2 separate regions of the Zea mays genome follow, and region 2 is linked to region 1. The links are chromatin contacts, called in public Hi-C maps. All regions are on one chromosome and are shown on one strand. Each heading gives the region's core, a stretch centred on a gene start, on an enhancer-like site or on the middle of the called end of the contact. The rest is flanking DNA. Distances are from core to core; before and after follow the strand shown.

Evidence for each region. Hi-C and Micro-C count contacts between places; a contact is called where the count stands out from the background.
Region 2: a Hi-C map of leaf shows a contact between it and region 1, with 4 times the contacts expected there. The contact joins the enhancer-like site here to the promoter of LOC100281290 in region 1. A contact is called at or near these places in 5 of 25 Hi-C or Micro-C datasets (bundle sheath, ear, leaf and 2 more).

The regions. Positions count from the first base shown.
Region 1 is chr1:77,973,770-77,980,506 of Zm-B73-REFERENCE-NAM-5.0, reverse strand. LOC100281290 (interferon-related developmental regulator 2) reads left to right here and starts at 4,079. Exons shown (of 13, transcript NM_001154208.1): 1 at 4,079-4,409; 2 at 4,488-4,674; 3 at 6,117-6,197; 4 at 6,451-6,533. The coding sequence starts at 4,400.
Region 2 is chr1:78,304,171-78,310,907 of Zm-B73-REFERENCE-NAM-5.0, reverse strand. It overlaps LOC103636860 (mechanosensitive ion channel protein 2, chloroplastic), which reads left to right. Exons shown (of 15, transcript XM_008659179.3): 14 at 1,640-1,696; 15 at 2,413-3,399. The coding sequence ends at 3,081. Among protein-coding and RNA genes, the nearest start is that of LOC103636860, 23 kb to the left of the region's middle. Within about 2 kb of position 3,002, at least 8 of the 20 cell types and tissues checked have an H3K27ac peak or open chromatin away from gene starts, as enhancers often do. A contact at or near this core is called in bundle sheath and leaf, where this site is marked.

The sequences.
Region 1 (6,737 bases), core at 2,830-5,329:
GGCACGAAAAAGCACGGTCCAGGCACGACCCGGTCCGGTTAGTATAGTGCCAGTGCCTGGCACGGCACGGCTATAGTGCCGTGCCTGGGCCACTATCTCGACCCGTAGTGCTGGCACGGGCACGACACGGTTACATTTTTTATTTTAAAAATAATAGTTTACATATATTTAGTATAAGAATTCAACATATAACACAATAAAATTGCAGCTGCACTGGTTAGATGGATGCGTTTAAGTCTCTTATGCACTAGGTTGTGAGTTCAAGCCCCCACAACTACACACAATTTTTGCTAAATTCTACAATATACTCAGATGGGCCATAGTGCCGCCGGGCCGGCCCGGCACGACTAACAGGCTCACGGGCCGTGCCTGGGCCGCGGCAGCGGCACGCCGGCCCATCTGGGCACGGCACGCTTCGCTAGCCGGGCCTGGCGGGCCGTGCCGGCCCGTTTGCGACCAGCTGGACGTGTGGGAACCGTGCAAGCTAATAAGTTGTTACTAGGTGCTTATCTAACTCGTTCGGGCCGCGGCAGCGGCACGCCGGCCCATCTGGGCACGGCACGCTTCGCTAGCCGGGCCTGGCGGGCCGTGCCGGCCCGTTTGCGACCAGCTGGACGTGTGGGAACCGTGCAAGCTAATAAGTTGTTACTAGGTGCTTATCTAACTCGTTCTGTTACCGTGTTATTACCGAGTCAGAGAACACGATGATGACCGACTAAGGTCTTGTTCGTTTGTGTCGGATTGGTGGGTCGGAACGATTCCTAACCGGATTGCTTCTTTAATTTATATAAATTTTAGTTAGGCCTTGTTCGTTTCTGCCGGATTGGTGGGTCGGAACGGTTCCTAACCGGATTGCTTCTCTAATTTATATAAACTTTGATTAGGTGGAACGATTCCGGGTGCAATCCGACACAAACGAACAAGGCCTTAGCTGGAACGATTCCGGGTGCAATCCGATAGAAACGAACAAGGCCTAAATGTCACTGAACTCATTCACTATATATAACATGCTCTCTGCTTTAGAATGAAATTTATTTCTATAGCCCCTTAATTTAGAGTCATAGGCTTTCCCTTAATCCGATCCCATGCCGATACGTGTTATCTAAACACACGTTAGATCGAATGCCTTTTTGTAAACGGATCCGCTAGCATAAGCTAGGTTATGATATACTCAACTTTAATAGTTTAATATTAAATTTTCTCTCTAACAACATAACACTTAATACCAATAAGCTTGGCAGTCCCCACTTGACTCGTTGTTGTAGGAGTAAAATATTGTTGGTTCATTGTCGTAATAAATTCTTAGTGTTTTTTTCTATGCTATCCACCAGTGGCGGACGTAGGACCAAAATTCATAGGAGACAAAGAACTACATGACAAAATTAAGTAATACCATAAAACTACTTTTGCATTGAATTCAAGTTTAAAGAAGATAACTAAATGAACAAAATAATAAAAACATATCATTAAATTCTTGTTGCCGAATCGAAGTCGTGCATACCTTGTCCAATAATAAAAACATATCCATGTCAAAATTCAGCTTCCCGCGGGGCACCGGACCAGGTCCACGTGCCTTGAGTCCAGGATTCTGACTGGTAGTTTCCTTAGCTAGCCATTGGCTCGTCGATGCACGCCTACAACTAACCGTTGGAGGCAGTCTGATGCGCCACAAGACCATGAACAGTAAAGGTTCGATAAATTTTAATATTAAATTCATGAGAAACCATTGTTCATCCGTATAGGTGGTCTGGTGCATAACCGCACGGTCCGGTGTGCCATGCCGCCAAAAGACCAAGTCCTAGGCCCGTGTGTACTCACTCCAGTGTTGCCCAAAATTGCGCAGTTTTGGCTCTTTTGAGCCAAACTTCTCCAAGTATTTTTTACTATTCTTTAGAGCTTTCCTACGACTCAGACAAATATAGTTAGCATATAATCCAATTAACTAAGTGCGAGAAACTCACCTCTTTGCCATAGTTTCTCCAAGATTTGCAGTATGGTTCAAACTAAGTCCAAAATGCACTTTTTGCTACAAAATGAGTTAGAGACCAGATGCAAGTGCTAGAAACATTTAATAGACCTATACAAATTATCCAAACACTCAAACCTCTCATGTTTATATTTTTTACTCAAAGTTGCACTTTTGGCCAACAATTTAACTCATTTGGACTTAGTTCCATTAATTTGCCTTCAAGTGAACTTGTGCTCATACTCATCTCAAACTATTTAGTTCATTGTGGTGTGTTGGTCACTTAATCGCTAAAACAGGTAGAACTGGCTATCGAGCACATTTCCCTTTCACCTATACAAAGCATGGAGAAAGCATGTAAGAGATACAAATTGAAAGACAACATAATGACATTGGTTTCAAGAATGCAACATGTAGAAACACAATTGGACTTGATACCAATTTGTGTATCATTTTAATTAAAGCATGATGCTTATCTTCGAGGACTCCATTTTTCTTTGTAATGAGACTAATACACACATGACAAGCATGAAAAGAGTGTTAGTCTCAAATATACCAACTTGTAGAGTGACCTCATCCTAAAATCCTGTATACAAATTTGAAATACATGTAGGAGAAATGCACTTAGACTTTTAATGGTCAAAATATCACTTGAATGATAATGTCACATGAATATGAACATTATTTGTCTGTGATATTAGGGAAAGATGTCTACAATTTGGACTTATCACATATAAGATAAATCAAATGCAAACTAATTTTATACTGATTAAAGGTGAGCTATGTTCGATGCTCCTAAACAATTTTAATCCATGTAGGTTTGGTCCAAGGGTACGAGTGAAACTGAGCAATCAAATCATATGATTTACCTAATGTATGCATGACAATAATTTAAATGTACATATGTAGAACTAGACATAAAAAAGAACTAGATACCACTTGTGATTGTGAGAATTTAAATCTAGTTACCTAACATGGGTATGGGAATTTGGGTTCATAGTTTTCACTAACCTTCTTGGCAATGACGTGATCCAAATGATTCATCCTATGACATGCTTCCCAACATTACCAAGTTTCTAAATTCTCTAAAGTCCATCGGTGTTATCATTTCCCCTTTGGGATCCAAGCTTTCTTGGTGCTCTTCATGGTTGAAATAATCGTCTTTTGTATCCAAAATCATTTGATCCCTTTTGTGTTCGCTTGCTTATTTAATTATCTTGATGGCCGCCACCTTGTCGTTTTTCTTCTTCTTCAAAAGATAAGGTGTGGTGGTCTTGCCGAACTTCGAAAAGGTTGAGACATCGAGGTGTATCTCTTATGTATTGACAGGTTATATGGACGACATCTATTGTCTTTTGTGGGGTTATTGTGTAGCCCTCTATAAAGTTTATTTTGTCGATGTTATAAGATTTGTGCTTCTATATACATACTAAAGTTTGAACAAATACTCGTGGAAGATCGAGATCCAAGTGATATGCTTGTCAATGATCAATGTAAGGTTCATATTTACATCTTTGTATAAAATGTCTTTGTACAAAACAAATGCATTCCTTGCTACTAACCAAATGTATTATCCTTGGGTAAGTCTTCTGAAATACAATTGAGTACTCGTCCTGTGATTGTTTAAGTTTTAAAGGTACTTGAATATCCTAGATCCACCCGCTACATATACTTATGGTTTCTAGGATACTAGATTTGTTTGCTAGAGAACAACAACACAAAGGGAGTAAACAATTATTTTGATAGATAGATAGATAGATATTATGTTTGTAATAGATAGATTGATAGATATTAAAATTTGTTTTAGTTAATTAATAAGTTTATACAATATTTGATGTATGTATTTTATATATTCATCTTCATCTATATCTATATAAATATATCTAAAAATTAAGAATTAAAACGACTAATATTTTAGGACAGAGAAAATATTATGTTTGTAATCGTAAGTTACGGTTGAAATTTGGACTTGCAAGCAAATTGAATGAGATGGCAGCAAGCCCGTTCCAGCGAGGGCGAGCGGCGTGAACCACGATTTGCACGCGGCTGGACCGCTGGTTGGCAGGTCTCTGTTCCTGTGGCGGGACGGACGACTCTGCTGCTTCTCGTTGACAAATCACAAGGAAAACAAGGGGGGAAGAAAAACAAGCCAGAAAAGTCTCCTCTTCCTTGCTCCGTTCATCCGCCCCTCACCGTCGCCCAATCTCACATGGCTCGGCGTCTCCACGGCCAATCCGACCTCAACGACGGCGCGCGCCTCCGTTTCTCCACCTCCAACTCCAGCTCCAGCTCTTCCTCCCGGTTCCTCCTCGCCGCCCCCTCCGACGACGCCTCCCTCTGTCGGATCCACCGCTGACCGCGCGCCGCTACGCCTGCGCCTGATCACCGGCTGGTTCTTGGCCTCTTCGCTTCCTGGACCGCCCAGACGTCTCCATGGGCAAGAGTGCGCATCGCCCCGTCCAATTCCTGATTGGTTGATTGTTTACTGTTTGGTTGCTGATTTTGGTGTCATTTGTCTTAGGTAAGAGGAACAAGGGCGGTCGAGGTGGTGGTGGTGCCGATGACAAGCTTGACGGTGGTGGCGATGCCGATAGCGTGACCTCCATGTCCAGTGGGCTGTCTGACCTTCAGTTCGCGCAGGCCACAGAGCATATTAGCTCGCAGGAATTCGTTCTTGACAAGTACGTCGACGCTCTCTATGAGAAGAGGTGGGTGCCTGGGTGGTCCTATTCGTAGTCTAGCACCTTGCTGGTTGCTATGGCTGTCTGTTAGTCAGGTTTGTGCCAGTAGTTGATTGTTTGGATGTGCAGACTGTTAATGTTCATGCTTGCTTGGTTAGCAACTTATTCATGTTGTTGCTGAAACGTCAAACAATGCACAACAACTTACTTCGGAAGTGACCGCTTCATATATATTGACAACACAACTGATAGCCGCTACAGTACATTTTCTCCTGGCACTAACTCCACACATTGCCTAGTTTTTCAGTCGACGATCCTAGCAATGTGTGTTAGGGGGTAGAAAACATCCTTTACTCCCTTTGTTCTCGTGCCAAGTTTTCTCTTGTCTTGCGCGAAATTCGGTAGTGTGGCAAGGTTTGGAGTCATTTGAGTATTACATTTCTACATGCTGGAATAGGCCTCATGCAACTATCTGTACCTTACCTTTATGCTTTCACAATTACAGAACTGGCTTTTGTTTTTTTATAGGTGTTATGAATTGTCAGGATAAGTGACCACATATGACTTATGAGACATCTAGGAGTATCTCACATTTGGTGTAAATTTTAAGTTAATGTATTTTCTTGTTCACTAAAGTTGATCTTCGATGCTGGTTCAAGAATAGCGGAAGTTGCATCTTTACTTGCCTTTAAATCTGATCCCTTATGCTGGTTGACAAATGGTGGAAATGCATATATGTTCTCTTCTATTTAGTTATATGTTATGTTTAGAATATTTAAAGTTTTAACAGGTAAACATGCTACATATCCTTTCCCTTGTAATAGCCAACTATATTTTTCTTTGTAGCAAATGGAACGGCTTCATGTCTCATTTACTCCATCTGTCAAATAGTTGTCACATTTACTCAACTTGTTGGCTGCAATCTGCTGTTTATCTTGATATATCCTTGAAAGTTGATAGTACAGAACCAAAGCATATTAAGGCATACTGCTATTCTTTGTCATTCATGTTTCAAACACACTTGATATGCATATCTCTACATTTTGTTTAAATGCTCACAGATGTTGGACTTGATCGAGTCCTTGCCATATTTGTTTAAGATTGATGAACTAATATCCATTGACCATGACATCAATGTTCCCTAGAGTAAATGCATCAAAAGTCGGAAGGAATGGACTTTCAGTAGTTCTATTTGATGCTTATAGTATACTGAAGGTTTCGTTTGTTCTCATCTCTCTGATGTTTTTTCTTTCATTCTCAACAACCTACATTCACTTTATCACTTAACAAGGCACTTTTTCTTGAGAATAATAAAATGTACTCCTTTCACTATCATCACAAAGTGTTGCTTGTGGGCTTTCTTTTTGTAATATCCGCCTGATGTTGATCAGAATTTACCAATTGGTGATTTGAATGACCAAATAACATTACTAAACACTTTGTTACTGTAACATACATGGCTGATGCAGGGGATCCACAAGAGAGGAAGCATTGGGCTCTCTTACCGATGCTTTTGAAAGTTTTGTGCTTCTTGGTTTAGTGGAAAACAAGTAAGTTATTATGATTCTTTAATGGTGTCTTAAAATTGTATATAACTAGACCAGTCAAAAGATGGATATATTATGTCGTGCACACCCGTGGGTGTGTAAGTTGTAACCTCATCAATGCAGTTATCTCTGTTTTTTTTTTTAAAAAAATAGTGGGCTTACATATATGCATGAGTGGACAAAATCATAGTTTGCTTGGGAAAGGGGATCCTTATTTAAGTTAACTTTAACTGATGTATTCTTTTCCTCTTTAAAGATATGTCACACTATTGAGCCAGTTCATCAATTCAATTAAAAGGGGATCTGTAAAAGAGGTGTGTCTGGCTTGTCGCTGCATTGGTTAGTATTCTTCTCCATAATCATTTTCTTTTTTTTTCTCGAATACGCAGGAGAGCTGCGTATCATTATATTAAGTAGAAAAGGATGGGGTGAGGTGTTAAAGAACCTCATACAACTCTACACACCACCCAACAAAAGAAAATGAGCAGGAGCACCAGTACACTAAGCATACTAGAGACCAACTCCTCAAATAGTATGCCGAGG
Region 2 (6,737 bases), core at 1,753-4,252, 330 kb before region 1:
TGTCGGAGATGACAAATATGATCCCTGGAACACTCAAACGCTCACAAAAACTCAACACGAACACTAGAGGAACAAGTTTTTGGCGCTGCCAAACTACACCGCTGCTTAGTCGTATTCTAATGATCTGTACATATATACAATTACAAAAGCTCAGTCACAAATCATAGCACCAATTAGCTACCAATCAAAAATCAATTAGCTAAGAAAGAAAACTATGTAATGAGCTATCAATTAGCTAAGAACGGAAACTAACCAATCAGCTATCAATTAGTTAGGAAAGGAAACTAAACAATCAGCTTAGAAGAAAAAAAAATCTGAGCTAGATTATGCAAAAGTGGCGTCAAGCATCTAGCGTTCTATATAACAAGAGAATACCACATAAGCTAAAAGACAAGTTTTTAGCTCTAAATAAGAGTGCATGAAAACCAACTATCCATATGCCTGAACCTTGACTTGTTGTCTTTGTTGGGTTTCAACTCTAGCTTACCTTAACTTGCTTGGGGCCAAAAGACTGTTGTTGTTGCTGTAACCATTCATCCAAACAAATTTTCAGGCTTACAAGTGAAAAAACAGGAATTTGATTTACCAGTGTTTTAGCTCTAAAACGTGTCATCCAAACAGTACTTAAGGATTGTTTAGATGAGGGGGATTTCTTTATGAATAATTGGTGTTTATTGCATGTTAAAATTGAATCCTAAGGATTTGGATCCACCAAGAAGGTCTTGCATTTTCAGAGAATAATTTAATTTGTCAAAATTTCAGCACGAAATCCTTATGTTTTGATGTTTAAGTTGTTTCCTAGTCCAAATAGGTCATTAGCTTTTTCATAGAATATTTTGCATTCTCAGTTTCAGCATGAAATCCAGGCTGCGCTGTGCTTATATTTAAGTTGGACTGCTTTATGAAATGCTGGCAGTAAAGCCACCAACCTATTTTTTTGGTTTTGTTAACCATAAAAATCTTCTGATTTCTAAAAAAATCAACGCCTCGCCTAACACCTAGTATTTTGTCTAGGCATGGTGCCTACGTGCTAAGCAGTGCTACACTGCCTCGCCTAGCACCTGAGCATTTTGTCTAGGCCTTTTCCACATAGACATGTTTTGGGCTTGATGTATGCATGAAAATGGGGCAAATTGAGATGGAAGGAGTTTTTCCCCTCAAACACGCATGAGTGTATAGTTATATTAAGAAGAAAAAAGGGTATAAAGAAACCTTTACAACACATATCCACACACTCCTAAGGAGCGCGGTGAGAAATACCTCTATTTGGAAAAAATGAACTATGGTGATATTAATCATATACTGGTAACAACATTTTTTTTGTTTTGATATGCTAAATTTCCTTAATTTAGCATGTAATGAATCTGACTGTCCATAAAATGTATAAATTATAAACGTTTAGCAATTCCTGGGTGCTAGCCAGATCCCGTCTGCCTGCCTAGGGCCTATAACACTTTTTTAAACACTGAGCTGAACACTTGTTTGCGTTTGACCTGTGTCAATATCCTGCTTTCATGCATATTTACCTATTTTTATGCATTTTTTTGGAATATACGACTATCTTCCCTTCTATTGCTTTAGAGTTTTATATTGGCCACCAACTCAGTTCATTCCTTTTTGTTGTGTTTTTTGTGTGTAGATTTTCATATCCTGCTTTGTAAAGACATCACATTTTGAGGAGTATCTCAATGTCCAGGTAATGTGCCTTTACATTGATAGATATTTGTTGTGCAAGAAAGCCTTGGAACATATTATGCTGGCATTCGCCTATGGTGTCTGCTGAAAATATATGGTCTGTCACTTTGGACCCTAGTTTTCTAGCTTGTGTTCTTCAAATAAATTACTCAGGTCAGTAGGAGTGCTTATAGAGTAGAGCATTTTGACACTTTCACCCATTGGATTTCACTATGTCCAGAACTATGAGTATTTCAGTTTAGAGTTTCCTTCCATTATGGTGTTACTGTTCTGAGCAGTTGCCAGGATGATTGAAAAAAAAGCAAATTAAATCTAGCCATTCAACCGTACATAATTCCTTTCAAAGAAAAGAAAATTTTAAATAAATGGGCATAGAACTGTATGACTACTTTAGCATGTCCCAAACTCCTAATATTTGAATCTTCGCCCCAGTACATGTAGTTTTACTTGACGTCTGCCATCGAACCTTCATTATGTAACAAGGGTTTCTGAACTAATCTGGTTGCTTTTGACCTGTTGTGCATTAATAGCTTGGGACTTGCATGGTAAAACTATTCAAATTTTCATTGGAAAAGCTTAGGGTGCCATTTTGGCATGACATCCATTTAAATCGAAGAATTCCAGCTTGATTTTAGGCTGCATTTTATATAAACTAGGAAGCATCACACCATGCTAAAAAATAATTAACATGGGTTTTCTGTGTTCCAAATTACACAGGAAGCTGTTATGTTGGACCTTCTTAGAATAGTTGGGCATCACAAAGCAAGGCTTGCTACCCAAATTCGAACAGTTCAGAAATCATATGGCAATGCAGACTTCGATAACATTCCTTTTGGAGAGGACATGTATAGTCGAGTCCGTGGCCGGCCACTTCTGATTGATACATCTGCAAGGATCAGTGATGACAAACCCAGGCCTCGACCTGTATCATCACGTGAGGAGCAGAAAGTCAAGACAAATGGCTCGGTAGATATTAAGTCCAGTTCCCCTGAAAATGCTAGTTCAAGCAACTCTGAAAAGCAGGAACCGAAAAAAATGGTGCCTGAAGATACTCGGGTGAAGAACATTAAGGGTGATAATGTGATGCCAGTAACACCATCTTTAGATCCTGCTACGTCAACTTCCAAGGCTGGTAAAGGGAAGACACGGGAACCAGAGCCCACTGAGCGGCAAGGAGATGGGTCAGTCTCGGTGGCTAATCCAAAGAAAGAATCTAGACCAGTTTTTGAAGATAACATTGTTCTGGGCGTAGCCCTTGAGGGTTCCAGGAGGACACTGCCTATTGAAGAAGGAAATCCTCATCTATCACTATCTGAGACTGAGGTGGACACCGAAGAGGCGGCTTCATCACCGAAGGATAAGATAGGCCAAAGCCCAAAACTTTGAGGTCCAGAAAAAAAGCCGTTCAGAGGAATCTCGATAGGTCATCCGAGTTCAAACTGTATCCTTGTGAAGATTTGTCACCAAGCCTACCTTTTTTGTGCGCTTGTGCAAATACAATGCCACCACACATCAGTGTTGTATGCTTAAGGGGTAAATTCACACTGACGATTATTCAGGGAACATTACCTGTCAGTCGTATTGCTACAGGCTTGTAAAGAAGCAAGTGCTTCAATAGGCATTTTGTAAAGATTATATTATTGCTCATTTAAGTGGCTTCTTGCATATGCATCGGCAATTCAGCATGCGCCGTTGCAACTGTCATCTCGGTTTCCAGGTTTGGCTTACGTTAGTTTTGTTTCCAATGCCATCTGCTGCGAGCTGAAATATCATCGTCTCTTTTCCTTTTTTTTTTTTTACAAAAGACACGCTAAGTCGTGGAGACGGTGAATTCTTCCGGATGGCGTCTCATCTTGCAGACGACTAAAACGGAATACCGCGATTATCGAAAAGGAAACGGAATACCGCGCGGCGCTGAATGTACCTATCGTTGCGATGAGAATAACATCAATAAAAATGACGCAAAAGCTTATAGGTGAGACGCTCGTAGGTTTTCATTTATGCTTAAATATAGAGTATAAAATATAAAGGTACATACATTCTACTGGCTAGATGATGTGAATGCGGGTCTAGAACTAATAAATATGGTTTGAATCATCATTTATGTATAATTTTAATTTTTTATTATTTAAATGTGGAGAGCATGAAGAGATGATGAAACGAAGAAAAGGGGAAGGGGTGACAGCACAACAACCGCGGTGAGTAGAGTAGCGAAGGAAAGGGAGATTGTCAACTTTCAACTGCTATAAGGTTGTCTCCAGCAGTTTTTGTATCCCACATATTTTAAACTCTAATATATAAACAGTGCACTTTATAACATAAAGTAGTGTTTTGCACGATCTACTGGAGACAGACTAACGGTATTATAACCTCGTTGTCAACATATCTGTATATTTATGTCAACTTATGCAACCATACATTTAGAGCCATCCAAGTCGTATCCAAGACGTATCAGCATTGGAACACATTGATTTTTAAACTTCTAAATTGAGTTTACCTCTCCAAAATCCTCTGGCCGCAAACGATAATCTCTACTATTATAAATCAAAATCCTCTGGCGGCAAACAATAATCTCTACTACTATAACTCACCAGTTTTCACGGTTCCACCGTCGTCGCGCGTCAACACTTTAAAAACCCCTTATATTTCTTTGTACCGAACTCGTCTCCCTTAATTTAACTAATCGCCCCCTTAATCTCGCGGGCTTATATGAAAGCAACCCACCGCACGCACATCCTCATCGCCAACGAGCCACTTCACGCGTCTAGCGAACGTGCACCCGACAACTCTTAAGGCCTGCTCGTCCCCCGTTCGACTAGGCAATAGAGACGAGATCCGCTCCTGGCCAGCGACGAGAAGGATCGCCAGAGGGAAAGCGAGGAGAGACACCACATCTCAGTAAGTCCGGACCCCCATAGAAAGACACCGGACCCTTATATACATATAAGTCCGGAGCCTCCGGGTAGGTCCGAACTCCAGCAGGGTCCCAGAACGAGGAGGACTCTGGTGTGTGCAGGGGTCCGGTACTGACACGTATGCGGGCTTTGCTCTCCACTTCCCGCTCAGGTGGAGACCCGCTGCTTGTGGCCCATGGCATAAGCCACCGGGCAGAACCTGACGAGAAGTCGTGCAGCCCCTGCATTTATTGAAGAAAAGACGTGCCGCCTGCCACTGCGCTGACAGGCGACGTGCCCCCTCAACATTTAATGCGACCCGTCCCATCCGCTGGCAGGCGGCGTCAAGGTCATCCAGCGGACAGCGCGCCTGCTGGGTCTACTGGTGAACAGTACACCTGTGCTGAGCGGCGCGCTATACTCATCCTCTCTTCCGCAAGAAGCCTCCTCGGTACGCCTAGGATACGCAGATCTCGGGCAGAGAAGATTGTCTCGACAACAGATATCAGAGGATCCAAGCACTATATTCTTTATGTACCTGGGCCCACATGTCGGGGCCCAGTCCCTTTGTGCATGCCCCCCTTCAGCTATAAAAGGGGAGGCATGCGACGTTACACACACGCAATCTCAGACTCGCTAGCTCTTACAAGCCCTCAAGCAATACATCTCACAGTAGAGTAAGGTATTACGCTCCGGCGGCCCGAACCACTCTAAACCCTCGCGAGCTCTCGTGTGTTGATCCACCAGTCTCGTAGCAAGCAAAACGCTTAGGCCCCTCCTCTCTTTAGGATTTAGGGTGGGTGCAATCCGCCACCCGGCTGGGGAGATTTCCTCTCCGACATTTGTCTCGCCAGGTAGGGGCCAAGCTTCAAGTTTTTGCTTGTTTCCTCGCTCAGCATGATGGTGCGAATCATCGAGCACCGCGCCGAAACTTCGGAGGATTTTGTGATGGAGCAAGAGGTTGCATCCTCCGCGCCACGAGTGCCCGACCGCCCCGACTCTGGGACTGCTGCCGTGCACGCCGTGCAGCAGCACACGCCAGCGCAGGTGTCCCGAACTCCGTCGAGGGCAGCGCCTACGGCGCTGTCTGCGGCCAGAGAGTTGCTACGCCACCCCCTAGCTCCACGACATCACCGGGGGCCATGAAGCAGTGGCGCGACGATGTCGACCGGCTGCTCGGCATGGCACATTCTACTTCGACCAGGTCGAGGCCTCTGTCATCCCGGCGCCAACGCGAGGCGACGACATCTGTGCGCTCGCCTTCCGTAAGGGGTGCACAGACCGACAACCTCCGGGCGGAGCTCAACCGTAGGCGTACGGGAGAAGACGCCTGGGTCTCTTTGGAAAGGGCGCGTGAGCGCCGAGAGAACATTGAGGGTCGCAACCTCGACCGAGATTTCGCTGCGGAGGCACCGCAGACACCAGTGGGCGCCCGATCCCAAACGGGTGTCCCCTTGGCCGGCGTGGGCTGCGCCGCCCTTGCAGACCATCTTCGCACGGCGTCGTGGCCGCCCAAGTTCCGGCCACACCTGCCGGAAAAATACGATGGGACAACGAACCCATCGGAGTTCCTGCAAATATATGTCACCGCCATCACGGCAACAGGTGGAAACACCGCTGTAATGGCGACATATTTTCATGTCGCCCTGTCTGGACCTGCCCGGACTTGGCTCATGAACCTCGCCCCAGGATCAATCTACTCCTGGGAAGAGCTCTGTGCGCGGTTCGTGGCGAACTTTGCCAGTGCTTATCAACAGCACGGTGTGGAGGCCCACCTCCATGCAGTGAGGCAGGAGCCAGGGGAGACCCTCCGGAAGTTCATCTCCCGCTTCACCAAGGTGCGAGGTACGATACCTCATATTTCCGATGCCTCCATCATCACGACCTTCCGACAGGGGGTACGTGATAAGAAAATGTTGGAGAAACTGGCCACACATGATGTGGAGACTGTCCCCATGCTCTTCACCCTGGCGGACAAGTGTGCCAGAGCTGCTGAAGGCCGGGCATGGCACTCGGCCCACGACCACAAAGGGGTAACGGCGGCTCGTGCCCTGTACATCCCAACGGTCGCCACAACACCGTGGAGTGTCGCGAGATCATTGATCTCGCAAAACGCGTCAGCGAATGCGCCAACGAGCGACGTGAGCA